4 separate regions of the Sus scrofa genome follow, and regions 1, 2 and 4 are each linked to region 3. Evidence: chromatin contacts called from public HiChIP or PLAC-seq data. All regions are on one chromosome and are shown on one strand. Each heading gives the region's core, a stretch centred on a gene start, on an enhancer-like site or on the middle of the called end of the contact. The rest is flanking DNA. Distances are from core to core; before and after follow the strand shown.

Region 1 (3,473 bases), core at 589-3,088, 120 kb after region 3:
TTAATGATCTGGAGTTGCTGCAAGCCGGGTTAGATTGCAGATGGGGCTCAGATTCAACTCCTAGCCTGGGAACTTCCATATGCTGCAGGTGTGGCCCTAAAAAAAAAAAAAAAAGGCTTTCCAGAGGTCTTCTCCATTAGAAGACCCCCATTCTACAGCAGTTTTCCTACTGACAAGGAGAAGAATCAAAGCATGCAATCTCACCTACAGGCATTTTGTTTGTTTTGGGTCCGAAGCTAGATTTGGAAAGGGCCTGGTTCTCCAGGCGTCGTCTTTTGGCGTTATTGCTGGGGGAGAGTCCGGAAGTTTCTCAGCCGGCAGTAGGGGGCAGAAGTGGCCTGTGGCCTGACTGAGTTGTGCCCCTTGGAAGCAGAGATGGGCACCAGGTGGCAGTAGCACTCCGGGACGGACCGGGACAGACGTGCAAAGTGAGATTCTCCAGCCAGGACGGGCTTCCACGGAGGCCACGTCCCCACGGAGGCCACGCCCCTGCCTCCACTCAGGATCGCAGATACTACGTTCTCTCTTGTGTTCAAAATTTCCTGAAACAAGTGATTTCATTTTCTTATTATCTAATTTCTTCATGGTCAGAAAATCTGCCCCCCTCACCAACCCCAGTCGTATATCTAATTTGTATTCTCCTTGCTAAATTCTAACTCACTGATTTTCACACTTCATTAGATTTAAGGGCAGGTCTTCACCAGCCATCCTTAATATGGCTTTTTTTTGGGAGGCAGGGATCAAAGTAAATGAATCATTAAAAAGGGTTAAAAATAACAAACATGGTAGATTGGATAAGACTGTAAAAAATAGTATGTTTCAAACCCACAGAGGGTTAATTATTTTTTCTTTTGTAAACCATGGAAGGAGAACCCAGAGACCCCAGATTTTCATTCCTGATGGTTTTAGGTTAGGAATGGACACCCACTAGCCACCTTCCCCACCCCTATCCCACCCCACCCCATCCACATCCCCATCTCTCTGGAAGTATCTATACACATAATAGAGAAGCCTTGTTCTCAGAAGAGCTGGTCAGTACAGAGCCCACCTGGCCACGTCCAAGGGCAGAACACCACGTTGCTTTCTCAGCACCGTGGCTGCTGTTGGTGGTCCTGCAGTCTGGCCCCCAACCAGCCTCCCCTGCTGCTGGATGTGGTGGAATCCCCAGGAGAGGGGCTACACTTGAAGTTAGGACTTACCAGCAGGAAGTGGAGTGACCAGCTTCAAACTGTCCTTCCTGACCCCACAGCCCCTGAACCAGAGCGATAGCCCCATAGTACTGCTCCGAGATAAGCATGCCATTCGGAAAACTCTCACTGCCCTGGGCTTGGACCACAAGCCAGAGACCATCCAGCTCATCACCCGGGACATGGTCCGGGAGCTCATGTGAGTACCCAGGGCATGGTGACCTTCTGCTGAGGACCTGTGCGGGAACATGGGGAAACCCACCTGGTTGCATTCTGTTAGTGCAGACCCCACCTCTTTCCTGCTCATTTCCCCCTTTTGTCTCATGGTTACCCTTCTCCATTGTGGTGTCTTTTGTTTCTCCCCACCTGTATCTATTATTGCCACTGTCCTTGATTCCCAGCTTTTTTTTCTTTCCTTTCTTCCAGCTGCTGTGTGTCCTACAGAGCTGGTAGAGGGGAGGGGCTTGGGGGTCCGCTTTGGGCCCCCATTAGTGCACTTGGTAAAGGGAAATGTCCAGATGAGTCATTTCCTTTTGGCTGCATCAGGACTCTGAAGCAAAGGGAAACTGACCAGATGCTTAATTAGCCCCATGGCTTCTTCCCAGGCTCTGAGACCAGAAGAGGAAATTCCCAAGGGCTCTTGGGTTCCTTTGGGATTAGCTCAGCACGGTTTCCTGACGAGCTGCCTCCTCAATTGGGCCCCTCCTGTGGGGTTTAGGTCCAGCTCAGCCAAGAGAAATGAGCCAACACTGTCACTCAGTGGTTTAGCTCTTGTGCTGGTGCTTCATTTGTTAAGCCGTTCTTCCTACTGTGACTCTACCTACTAAAAACTTGAATTCCCAGAAAATGCAGCCTATGTCATGGAGCTGGGGAGGCACAGCTTGGACACAACCTCAGGAGCATGGTCTGGTCAGCTCTGGCCTCAACCGGTCAGGTGTGCTCAGGGCTCCTTGGACTGATCCAGGCCTGAAAACACAGTGGAGGTGAAGTTGCTGGCGACTTGTCAGGATGGCTGAGAGCAGTGCGAGATGCAGTCTCAGATTCAGATCATTCCTGGTCATCCCAGATCCCAGGCTGTTTGGGGCCATGCCACCCAGTGAACCACAAAATCTTGGCTAAGAACTCAAGTCCACTCATTGATTCATCCACCTCCTGGACAGCTCCCCCCAGTAGTTTTATTGGATGAGGTTTCACTTCCGGCCTTGGACCATCTGTGTCTCATTGCCACGTACCTGTTAAATTGCCTCACCCAGAAGCAGCTTTATCCCCACCCCCTGCTCCATCTTTAATGTATGTCATTTGTTTGTAATCATTATAATTATCTATTGGTTTGTTGAATGCGTTGGGCGGCTGGAAAGGTCTATAGACATGTCTCTGACTATTGTAGTTCAGAGATTTTAATTAATATTTAAGGTTCAAAGCTTCTCTCTGGGCTGGATGCACAGCGATGTTTTTGTTTCTCACTGGCATCCACTCCATCCTTGTCTGGCGTCCCCTTGTCCTTTTTATGTCATCCTTGAGGAATCATCGATTTTTAAAAGTTCAGCTCAAGAGCTTTATTTTGAGTCCTCCCTCTGTGCCCAGTGCTGTGCCAGAGACGAGGCTGCCCAGGAGATTAAGACAGAGTCTGTGTCCTGAAGGAGCTTGTGATCCAGCAAAGGAAACAGATTGCTTTTTGTTTTCGTTTTGAAACAATAATATTTATTTATTTATTTATTTTAAGTTTTATTGAAGAATAATTTACAAGGCTGTGAAAAATTTCTGCTGTACAACAAAGTGACCCAGTCATGCATATATACATATCTATTCTCTCTCAGATTCTTTTTCCACATAGGTTATCACAGAATACTGGGTAGAGCTCTCTGCGCTATGTAGCAGGTTCCCCCTGGCAATTGTTCCGTATACCCCAGTGTGCATATGCTAATCGAAAACCCCCTCTCCATCACCCCCACCCCCCAACCCGTCCACTTTGGAAACCATAACTTTTTCTTTTTTCTTTTCTTTTTTTTGTCTTTTGTCTTTTTTAGGGCCACACCCCGGCATATGGAGGGTCCTAGGCTCGGGGTCTAATCAGAGCTACAGCTGCCGGCCTACACCAGAGCCACATCAACGCCAGATCCGAGCCCCACGTCTGTGACCTACACCACAACCACAGCTCATGGCAACGCCGGATCCTTAACCCACTGAGCGAGGCCAGGGATTGAACCCACAACCTCATGGTTCCTAGTCAGATTTGTTTCCACTGCACCACAATGGGAACTCCTCTTTTTTTCTTTCTTTCTTTTT
Region 2 (3,542 bases), core at 64-2,563, 79 kb after region 3:
TCTGCAGGCATCCTCACAGAAAGTGGGAGCAATGATAATAGCTGTCAGCTGAGCACTCACTGTGTGCCGGGCACTGCTCTAAGCTCTTCACATGTATCATTTAATTCTCTACCACTCTAAGGTAAGTAGTACCATTAGCTCTATTTTTATAGACCAGGGAGCTGGGGTGTAGAGCTTTAGTGATTTGCCCCGAGGTCACAAAGTCCATGAGGGGTAGGGCAGGTGAGAAGACAGTCAAGGGAAGGAGGAACAGCCTATGTGAAGGCATGGAGGAGTGAAAAGACTTGGCCTCCCAGGGTGTCAGTGTGCACTGGAATATTCAGGAAGGGAGTATGGGGAAGAGAGAATGGAGAAGTAGGAGGGCATTGGTTGTTGATGTCCTTAAAAACCAGCATATATGGGATCGTCTAACAGCTATGAAAACTCCACTGATGGAGTTCATGGCTCAGAGGTTACGAACCCAACTAGTATCCATGAGGACACAGGTTCGATCCCTGGCCTTGCTCAGTGAGCTAAGGATCTGTAGTTGCTGTGAGCTGTGGTGCAGTTTGCAGACACGGCTCTGATCCCACATTATTGTGGCTATGGTATAGGCTGGCAGTTGCAGCTCTGATTGGACCCTTAGCCTGGGAACTTCTATATGCCGCAAATGCGACCCTGAAAAGACAAAAAAATTTAAAAAAAAAACCAAAAAATAAATAAAACTACACTGATAGCTGCAAGCAGGGACTCCATCCACCACAAATGATGTTCTCCTCCACCATCAGAGATGGAGGAACTGCCAGCCTCCTCCTCCTCTCTCTCTTTTTAAGGGCTGCACCTATTTCATATGGAAGTTCTTAGGCTAGGGGTCCAATCAGAGCTGCAGCTGCCAGCCTACACCACAGCTCATGGATACTAGGTTTGTTGCCCCTGAGCCACAACGGGAACTCCCTGAGGGCTCTTCTTCTGATCCCTCCAGGATTTAAGAGATGCCAGGCCTTGCTGTACAGTGGGAAAATAAAAAAAATAAAATAAAATAAAATTAAAAAAAAAAGAGATGCCAGGTCATGGAGGAGGAGATGAAGGGGAAAAAGTCAAGTCTGAACCCTGGGTCCCAACACTGGTCACACCCCTTAGGCCCTGAGAAAGGAATGACTTCACTGTTAGTCTCTGCCCAGGCTTGAAGAAGGTGGGGAGCAAGACCAAGTCCGGGAGCTGTCCTGGCCTGCATGTCACACCCTAGTCAATTGTGGGGGGGTGGGTGGGGAGTGTCTTCCTGTGCCTCTGTTTACCTAAACATCCTTTTTAAACCAAGAGGCTTCTTCGCACGTAAAAAACGCCCTTCTTGCGCTAACCTAGGCAGAAAGTTTCCCACTGGGGCACAAGTTTACGGGTTCTAGGGTAGGTGTAGAAGTTCTCCAGGGCGGAGGCTACTGTCTTGAGATCCTTTAACCCAGGTTCTGGTCTCCAGCCCCATCTCTTAAGCACTGCCCTCCGCTTCTGCAGTGCGGCGCCTTTAAACCCTCTCGGCCTTGCCCCGCCTTTGGTCCGCCCCGTCCGAGGCGGGAGCCTGCTGAAAACCCCCGGCCCAGCCCAGGCGCTCCATTCGCGCGGCAGCCCCAGTCTTAAGTGCGCAATTCTCCTGCCTGAGTGAAAGGTGAGCTGGAGGGAGGGGGTCCGTCGGGGCGGGGGAGGGGGGATGTGCGCGGTCTCTAGGCTGCAGGAAGCCCGAGCTTGCGACCTGCTCCTGTGAGCTTGGGGACCAAGGGCTCGCAGGCAGGGGTCCGATGACTGCTCTGCCCCGCCCCGGGCTGTCAGGTCTGTCCTCAGACTCTGACCCCGCATTGTTGAGCCATGAGGTCAGGCGGTGTTGCGGGTGCATAGACGGGGCGTCTGTCTGGATCAGGGACGTGGGGACTGCGTCCCTCCCGCGGACTTCAGCTCCAGATCCGTGCTAGGGTGAGGAAAGGAGGGCGTCAGGGACTGGCCCCGAGGGACGGGGCGTACAGGGTCCCAGCGCCCACCCTGGCCCGCTCCGCGCCGCCGGGGCTTCCCGCGCGACCCTTCACTTCCTGATTCCAGGAACACGTGTGGGTGCTGCTTGCCCTCTGCGTCCCAGTCCTTTCTCTTTATTCTCCTGCAGATCTTTTTTCTAGGGACTCCGAGGCGCGGTTTGGAGCAAGGGGGCTCCGTGCGCGGGTCCCGCAGTGGCCTCCCCTTCCAGGGTTGGCGCCGGGAGTTAAAGCCCCAGTCGCCTTGAGGAGAGTCCCCTGATCTCAGACATCTGGGAGGCTGCAGCTCTGACCGCGCCCCGGGGTGCCCTGCCTGTAGGCGGTGGTGTTGGGGGAGGGTGGCGGCTTTCCCGCGCCTCCAGCCCCTACGGGAGCCGATGCCCCCACTCCTTGCCCCCTACTGCTGGGAAAGTCGGTGGTGGCCGCGGGCGGGCGGGCTGCCCAGACCACTGCGTCACCCCAGCGGCGGGCGGTGGGTGACTCATCCCAGTAACGGCCCAGGGTGTGGCGAGGGGGGCGGCTGTGGGGGCCGGACCAGCAGGACCGGAAATGGACTGCCGCCTGGCCTCCACCCCTTCACCCCGGCTCTGCAGGCCTCCTGGAGTCTCCAGGAGCCGGTACCCGTGAGATTCAGGGGGAAACGTGCTATCAGTGAGCAGAAGTGAGGATGGACTGGTGTGGAGATCCGGTGCAGGAGGCTCTCCTAGTTTTCTGACTCCAGAGCACCAGACAGAGGGCCGGTTCCCCGTTTCCAGCTTCACTCCCGAGTTCTCCTTCCTGGTCCACAGAGAAGACTTAAAACTGCAGAGGAGGCCAAGGTAGGGTGGGGCCAGCAGCAGGGCCCTACCTGCCCAGAATCCAAAGGGTCTTTGTCCAGTTGCACTTCTCCCCCCATCCCCACCCCCACCCTCACTCCACTGCCCCAGTCAATCCCTCTTTTGCCTACTGGGGACTGGCTTCCTTTTCTCCCCCCACCTCCCCTCACCCCCCATCCCCTCTCCCTCCAGGATTTTCAGGTATGGGGCTCACTTGTTCCCAGGGCATTTCATCTTCTCCTGAACTATTTCCTTAAGTCTCCCTCGCTACTCCCAAACTCGAATAACTTCCAGTCTCCTCCACCCTACTCTTAACAGCTGCTTCTTTGAGGAATCCCTTGCACCTGTCTGTACCTGGCAACTGCTCTGAAGGAGCCCCTTTCCCAAGGATCTGCCCCACCCCATGCTCAGAGCCTCTTCACCACTCCTGTGTCGAGTGGATGTTTCAGCCTGGGAGCCCCCACCCTGCCCCATTCCTGTGTTTGGTACACAGAAGCCATGGCAACAGCCGCCAAGTACCCCTCCTCCCCTGGTGCAAAGCCTGTGGCTTCCTCTTTGTGTAGTTTCAGCTTTCTCTTCTGCTCACTGACTCTTGATAGCTAGGGGAGTGCCTTGGGACAGCCCCTCAATCATAGGTCTCCCACCACCCTTGCTTCTGCCTGCTGCCTGTGGCACTACTTTTTGGAAGCAAGTACCCCATTTTGCCCTTTCAGGATGGTCTTAATGCCAATTC
Region 3 (3,632 bases), core at 232-2,731:
ACGATCCCGAGTTGCTGTGGCTCTGGCGTAGGCCTGTGGCTACAGCTCCGATTCGACCCCTAGCCTGGGAACCTCCCTATGCCACGGGAGTGGCCCAAGAAATAGCAAAAAGACAACAACTGAAAAAAAAGATAGATTAAAAAAAAAAAAAAAAGAATCGCAGATAATGCTCATGAGGTCTCTTAATCTAATACACTTCCCATGAGAAGGAACACTGTTACATAGTGATGACAGTGGATCTCAACTCCATCACTACTTCTTCCCAAGAGTCTCCTGAAACACTCGTTTTTATAGCAAAGATGCCTTCCAGCAAGATTGACTATAAAAAGAAGTCTCTCTCCCGTTGACTTGTGTTATAAAATCAGAGATATGATCACAGAGAAAAAACATCCCAGCTGGCTTGACAAAAATGCTTAGTTAAGGGAGGAGTAGATGACGTGCTGGTTTTATTCCACGATCACATTGTAAGTTCTTCAAGAGAAGGGGGCTGGGACTCCCTTGCTGTAGCTCCTAAAGAGTTGGTACAGGACCTTAAAATGTGGTAGGCACAGTAAATGCTGACATAGGTTGGCCAGGTCTTTACAGTAGAAAGAGAATTTTGAGAAACTTTTGAAAAGAGCTGTGGAATTCTTTTTGAAAATAGAATAAGATTTTTAAAAATTAGCATATGAAGAGATAAAAAGTGCCAGAATTAGAGGGGAGGAGAGGAGCCACCCTCTCTTGGCCCTGCCTCTCTGACGTGGCCCCTTAGTGATTTGAAGACGCAATGATAAAGCCCGCGTGAGAGTCCTGAGGCGAAGACACCAAGTGACATCACCAAATCTGCACAGCTAATGATGGAAAAGACAGAACCATAATTCAGGCTTTTAACTGTACTGGAAAATTCCAAGGACTCCCTCACTGCTTTTTCCATATGACAGGAATTTCTCCTATTTAATTTATACCTGCAACTTCGTAGGGTTTAGCCACCGGTTCCCTTTTTTGCCTGTAAAAGGAATTGGCTGCAATGCCAAAATGTACCAGTAGATGTCACTATATGCCATTTTATTGTGCATATGGTCTTCAGCTGAATTTTACTTGATTTTCTTAATTCCGGGTCAGCAGACTGCTGGGAATCTTTTGATGGAGGCCGCCGGGAGTTGGAGGGTTGAAGGAGGCCGCAGGGAGTTGGAGTGATTCGGGGGCGGGGGTTGGGGGGTAGGGGGTTTGGGGATGAGATGAGATGGGATGACCGAAGAGAGAGCTATGATAATTTTAAAATCTGTTTTAATCATGATGATTTTTTTAAAAAGTTATTTGACTAGATATAAAGGGCAAAACTCTTAGTTGAAACCCTTTTTATTTTTTATTTTATTTTTTTAAGGAAAAAAACAGGCGTTTCCTAAACTGAACTCCTAGGATGAGAAGTAGAATCCAACTCATCCCATCTGGGGAACCCCCACTTTCTCTTCAATCAGCAAAGTCCTCCTCTTTGCTTCACAGGGAGGGTTTCAAATGATTAAAGTGCACGAGGCTTGAAGTTGACATGACTGGGGTTGAATTCTGGCTCTGTGGTTAGCTGTGTGATCTAGAGCATGTTACTTAACTTCTTCTGCCCTCAGTTTCTTCAACTGCGGTATAACAACACTGATCATATGCTGCCGTGAAGATGAAATGTGAAAACACAAAGATTAACTGTCATTGTTAGCTATGATTATTTCACCTGATGAAAAGTGTTTTCATAGCTAAAATCATTTGAGAACTACAGACAAGCCCAAGTTTTTGTTTTAAAAATGTGGGAACTAGGTCGGAAGAGGCTAAGGAGTTCTCTGATTGTTTCACAATGTCATAACACAATACAATTATTTATGTAAAACAAGACCTGTGGGTTCTAATCTTTTACAGGTGTATCCCTCCCTGCTTGGGGAAACTTGATATGTCACCATGTGAATTTACAAAACTGATAAACTACAAAACAATTCTTCACCTAATGATTGAACATGCCAAATAGTTCAGTTTATTTTCAAATTTATTTTTATTTTATTTGTTCTGCTTTCAAAAGTAATCCAGAACAGGTTTCAACAAACGATGTGCTTAACTAATGATGCTGTCAATGCAGGAACACATCATCTGATAAATAAATATAAATGCTTTCCCGTAAGTTTTCAGCCACAGATTTAATGCTTTGATTTAATTGCTTTGGCAGTATTTTGGTTGGGAACATTCATATTCAGTGAATAGCTATATAGGCTGCCAAGTGGAGGCTTTAGTGAAATGGGAATTCATGGATCCATGGCCTTATGGTATTGGTTGCTTTGATAATTATTATTTAAAACAAAACAAAAAAAAACTAACAAAAAATCAAGCGGCCACACCCACAGCATATGGAAGTTCCTGTGCCAGGGGTCGAGCCACTGTAGAAGCAACGCCGAGTAGTTATGTTGTGAGCCATGCCTCCAGTCCAGCTTCGATAATTATTAATTCGAAAAGTTGTGGCTCTATCCTCATGCGTAATGCAAATTGTGTTACACTTTGCTATGGAAATCCACCTTATACAACACTTAACTTCTGTTTTTCAGAATTCCTAAGATTTCAAGTAGCTATTTTTAAGGAAATGCAATTTTATTATGATAGAATCCCATTGCCACTCCATGTGCTCCAATGCCTAGAGGCAGAGAACCCTCTGGATCAAGGAACCAACAGTTCAAGGACTGGTTTGATTAGACTCATGACTGCTTTGAAGATTCCCCGTGGTGCTCAGGTTGAAGCAGAGAGGCCATTTGAATCATGGTCACTGGTCCCTTAAAAAAAATAAAAGATAAAAAAGGCAACTTGGGCTTCCCAGTTGTCTGCTGGGATCGCTGCAGCAGTTGCTGCCAACAGAGGGCGCTGCTGTCGGCGCCCAGGTGAAGAGGCCGGTTTGCGCACCTGTGCGGTGCAGGCTTCAGTCGTGGGAGGCGCGACTTGCCCACAAAGCTGGGGAATCAGTGTCTAGGGGCCATGATATTGGGGGGGGGGGGGCTCATGAAAATGTTTTCGATTTAATTTCTTTTGAGGAGTTCCCATCGTGGCACAGTGGTTAACGAATCCGACTAGGAGCCACGAGGCTAGGGGTTTGATTCCTAGCCTTGCTCAGTGGGTTAAGGATCCTGTGTTGCCATGAGCTGTGGTGTAGGTCGAAGACGCAGCTCGGATACCGCGTTGCTGTGGCTCTGGCGTAGGATGGTGGCTACAGCTCCGATTAGACCCCTAGCCTGGGAACTTCCGTATGCTGAGGGAGCAGCCCTAGAAAAGGCAAAAAGACAAAAAAAAGGAAAAAAAATTTCTTTTGAAATCAAAGTATAAAATAAATACAACAATGAATATATAATAACGAATCCAGTCTAGATTACATTTGTTTTTATACTAACGGTGGTGAAATTTAATTAAAATTTTTTTATGGAGGAAAAGGCTGACGAAGGCCAATTGCCTAGGGCCCATGAAAGTTGTAATGCAGAAGTTTCTGTTGTGGCGCAGCGGATACCAATCAGGCTAGTATCCATGAGGACGCCGGTTCTATCTCTGGCCTCGCTCAGTGGGTTAAGGATCCAGCTTAAGTCACAGATGCAGCTCGGATCCTGTGTGCTGCAGGCTGGCAGCTGCTGCTCTGATTC
Region 4 (3,495 bases), core at 284-2,783, 95 kb after region 3:
TCCCAGGCTAGGGATCGAATCTGAGCCGTAGCTGCTGGCCTACACCACAGCCCCAGCAGCGCCAGATCTGAGCCACATCTGTGACCTACACCACAGCTCACAGCAATGCCAGATACTCCACCCACTGAGCAAGGCCAGAGATCAAACCTGTGTCCTCATGGTACCAGTCAGGTTCATTACCACTGAGTCACAACAGGAACTACTAAACTCGGATTTATTTGTTTGTTTGTTTGTTTGTTTTTGTCTTTTTAGGGCCGCACCTAGGGCATATGGAGGTTCCAAGGCTAGGGGGTGAATCAGAGCTATAGCTGCTGCCCTACACCACAGCCACAGCAATGCCAGATCCTAGCCGCATCTGTGACCTACACCACAGCTCACAGCAACACTGGATCCTCAACCCACTGAGCAAGGCTAGGGATCAAACCTGAGTCGTTATGGATACCAGTCAGGTTCATAACTACTGAGCCACAACGGGAACTCCTAAATTGGGATTTAAACTCGTGGCAGAAGAAGTCCAAATTAATTGCTCGACCCATCATGGAGCTCCCCAGCCTAGTGGCTGACCTTGGGGAAGGGTTCAGCCTGCAGCCAGCATGCACTGTGGCTTTTCTGTGGGTGGAGACCAGGGCCACAGTGAGGAAGGGAGCGGTTAGGCTGAGGAAGAGGTACCGGAAGTTCAGCTCTGCAGCAGCCACCTCTCCAGGGCAAAGGGAGATCTGGCAGCTACAGAAAGGATCCTGCCCCTTGGGGTTTCTGTCCTCAAGGCTCCCTGACCTCCAGCAAAAAAAGCTGTCCCAACCACCGGGACAATAGCTAAGGGTTGTACTTTCACAAGTACAGCCATGCCTATTAATTCCAGGGAGCTGTGTTACCTCCCAGGAAGGCCTGAATACATTTACATCCTTGGGAGAGAAGGGAGAAACTAAAACCTAGAGACTCTAAGCGATGGGCCAGAATCATCAGATGCGTCTTCAGATGGCTCATGGTTCTCAGATGAGTCCTACCAGGCCCAGAAGGAGTTCAGCCCAAGTTCATGGTTTTGAATTGGTTCTGCATGTACTAGCATGCAGGTCACTGGATGTTGAAAATACCCACGTCATGCATCCCTGGAGATGTGCTGGCTGTAGACGCCAGGAGACACAGGATGGTTGGGATGCTCAGGCTCCATCCTGTATCTTCCCCCAATCCTGCCACCCTCTGAGCGATGTCCTCAGACTGCCAGCATTGGGATCTCCTGGGGGTGCTGGTTAGAAATGCAGATCCGCATTAGTCCTATGAGACCTATTAGGCCAAGAATCTGTGGTGGAGGGGGTGGGGGTCGTGCCTTGAATTTGCCTGTTAAATGGGCCTCCCCCATAATTCTTAGGCAGCACTGTCCTAGGAGATTCATCGAGAAGTTTCTCCAACAAGAAAACTGAGGTCTGGGCCAGCCCTGGCTGTGCCTTGAATGGGAGTTGTCCCCGCCCCACCCCCACCCAGTACTGTTTTGGTGACTGTGGCTGGGTTACCAGGGGAACCAGGCTGTGTAACTTCCTGGCTCTGGCGGTTTTCCCTTCCTTGGCCTTATCTCAGCATCCGCCACCCAGTCCAGGGCCCGTGCTGGTCACGTAGGAGGGAAAGCTGGTGCCAGGCCTGTGGAGGCGTGTCCAGGGCACCAGGGCAACGCTGGCCCTAGGGCCTGGAGTGGGCGGGATAGTGGAGATGAGATTCTGAAAAAGTAGGGGAGGCCGCAGATTTATTCATATCTTTCTCCTTGGCCTGAGGGTTATCTGCCCATTGGGAATGTGGCCCGGTAAGAAGGTTGAGGTAGTGGGGAGGTATGATCAGCCCACGTGGGGCTCCCTCTGTCACGGCTCTGGAAGTTCAGCTTCTTGAGCATGGCTCCCCCCAAGAAGGAGCACTTCCCCCATGGAGGGTGACATTGCCCTTCTAGCCTGCACCCTCTCCCTTTCCCTCCCTCCCAGCTCTGGACCCAGGGCCTCCAGCCAGCCACAGGCATTGCCTAGTACTCCCCTTTCCACTCTCACCCTAACCATCTTCCTCCCCCAGTTCCACTCCCCCCCTTACTCTTTCTTCTTGCCTCCCCAAATCTTCCTACTCCTCAAGCCCTCTCCCCCACCTCTGCCCCTTGCCTGGGTCTCTCAGGCTGTAGCAGGAAGGCCCACAGTGTAAAGAATGGGAAAGAGAGGGTTTTTGAAGAAAGCAGGAAGGCAGCAAATTCCTGGAGTAAAAGAATTCATGCATGTAAGTCGTTATTTATGTTTTAAGCCACGCTTTGTTTTAGAAAGACTTGAGGCAATTTTGAGAGTTCAAGTATTCCAGGAAGAAGGGGGTCGTGAAATAGTGTCTCGGGCATCTGTGCAACTTAAAGGATTTACAATCTGATTCCTGGTTGTGTTTACATGACCCTGAGGACAAAGACATTTGTCCCCACCCCCCTATATCCCCTTGCTCTGCGGAAAGAGAGAGGGAAGAAAACCACCAGGCACTGTGCAGAATGATTTTTTGTTGTTGTTTTTTTAGGGCCGCACCCTCGGCATATGGAGGTTCCCCAGCCAGGGGTGGAATTGGAGCTGTGGCTGCCCGCCTACACCACAGCCACAGCAACGCCAGATCCAAGCCACATCTGCAACCTACCCCACAGCTCACGGCAACACCGGATCCTTAACCCACTGAGCAAGGCCAGGGATCAAACCTGCATCCTCATGGATGCTAGTCAGATTCTTTTCTACTGAGCCACGACAGGAACTACTGCAAAATGATTTTTGAGCCCGGTCTGCTCTTTTCACAGCACCTCTCTCTTGGGCTATTATCCATCTCATAGATGAGACACGGGGCCCAGGTGGTTCGGCAGATTACTTGCGGTCTCTCAGCTCTAAGTGGCTGCGCCAGGGGCTCAAGCTGGTCTGGCTCCAAAATCAGTCACTGCTTTCCTTCTTCACTGTGCTGCCCCAGGAGAACAAGTCACCGGAGAGCTGTCCTGGAAGGAGGTGGGGCCTCAGTCCTGGAGAACTGCCAGGATGTGTGTATACAGCAAAGGAGCTCAGAGAAAAGAAGGGCAATAAATCACCACTGACCAACAACTCCATGCACCTAACACGAACTCTTCTACAGAAATGTGGAAGCTGTCGTGGTCCATGGTAGGGTTGGAAAAAATTTCCAGACTCAGAGCAAGGTGAAGAGAAAGACGAGTTTATTGAGATGAGAAATGCTGTTAGTACCTCGGGCCGACTTCCTGATGATCAGGGAGAGCCCAGTGCTCATGGGAATTGGTTGTTTATTTTTATAGCTAGAGGATAAGGGGAAGGATGGTGGGCCTCTGCTGATTGGCTGGGGTCTGAACCTTTCCTCACACTGAATAAGAGATTGGTGGGGTAAATCATTTCCTTATGGGAAGAAAGCCAGACTTGTCATGAGTGTTCGAGTTCTGTCTAGGAGCTGATATGCTGCAGCTTGAGTTCCATAGAAGCCCCATCTCTTTGGACCATTGTCCCT

Evidence for each region. HiChIP or PLAC-seq counts read pairs in DNA pulled down with a chosen protein or histone mark.
Region 1: a contact with region 3 is called in an H3K27ac HiChIP or PLAC-seq map of alveolar macrophages. The contact joins two enhancer-like sites. A contact is called at or near these places in 12 of 47 Hi-C or Micro-C datasets (alveolar macrophages, blood, embryonic fibroblasts and 7 more) and 1 of 2 datasets of contacts at active chromatin or transcription factors (alveolar macrophages).
Region 2: an H3K27ac HiChIP or PLAC-seq map of alveolar macrophages shows a contact between it and region 3. The contact joins the promoter of TAGLN2 here to the enhancer-like site in region 3. A contact is called at or near these places in 1 of 5 promoter capture datasets (liver), 22 of 47 Hi-C or Micro-C datasets (alveolar macrophages, blood, brain and 13 more) and 2 of 2 datasets of contacts at active chromatin or transcription factors (alveolar macrophages and skeletal muscle).
Region 4: a contact with region 3 is called in an H3K27ac HiChIP or PLAC-seq map of alveolar macrophages. The contact joins two enhancer-like sites. A contact is called at or near these places in 4 of 47 Hi-C or Micro-C datasets (embryonic fibroblasts, mesenteric adipose tissue, retroperitoneal adipose tissue and 1 more) and 1 of 2 datasets of contacts at active chromatin or transcription factors (alveolar macrophages).

What each region holds. Positions count from the first base shown.
Region 1 is chr4:90,602,708-90,606,180 of Sscrofa11.1, forward strand. It overlaps CFAP45 (cilia- and flagella-associated protein 45), which reads left to right. Exons shown (of 12, transcript XM_021089586.1): 3 at 1,250-1,386. Among named protein-coding and RNA genes, the nearest start is that of CFAP45, 11 kb to the left of the region's middle. Within about 2 kb of position 1,839, at least 20 of the 83 cell types and tissues checked have an H3K27ac peak or open chromatin away from gene starts, as enhancers often do. A contact at or near this core is called in alveolar macrophages, where this site is marked.
Region 2 is chr4:90,564,959-90,568,500 of Sscrofa11.1, forward strand. TAGLN2 (transgelin-2) reads left to right here and starts at 1,314. Exons shown (of 5, transcript XM_003125672.5): 1 at 1,314-1,639.
Region 3 is chr4:90,486,155-90,489,786 of Sscrofa11.1, forward strand. No RefSeq gene overlaps it. Among named protein-coding and RNA genes, the nearest start is that of PIGM, 26 kb to the left of the region's middle. Within about 2 kb of position 1,482, at least 2 of the 83 cell types and tissues checked have an H3K27ac peak or open chromatin away from gene starts, as enhancers often do. A contact at or near this core is called in alveolar macrophages, where this site is marked.
Region 4 is chr4:90,581,593-90,585,087 of Sscrofa11.1, forward strand. No RefSeq gene overlaps it. Among named protein-coding and RNA genes, the nearest start is that of CFAP45, 11 kb to the right of the region's middle. Within about 2 kb of position 1,534, at least 63 of the 83 cell types and tissues checked have an H3K27ac peak or open chromatin away from gene starts, as enhancers often do. A contact at or near this core is called in alveolar macrophages, where this site is marked.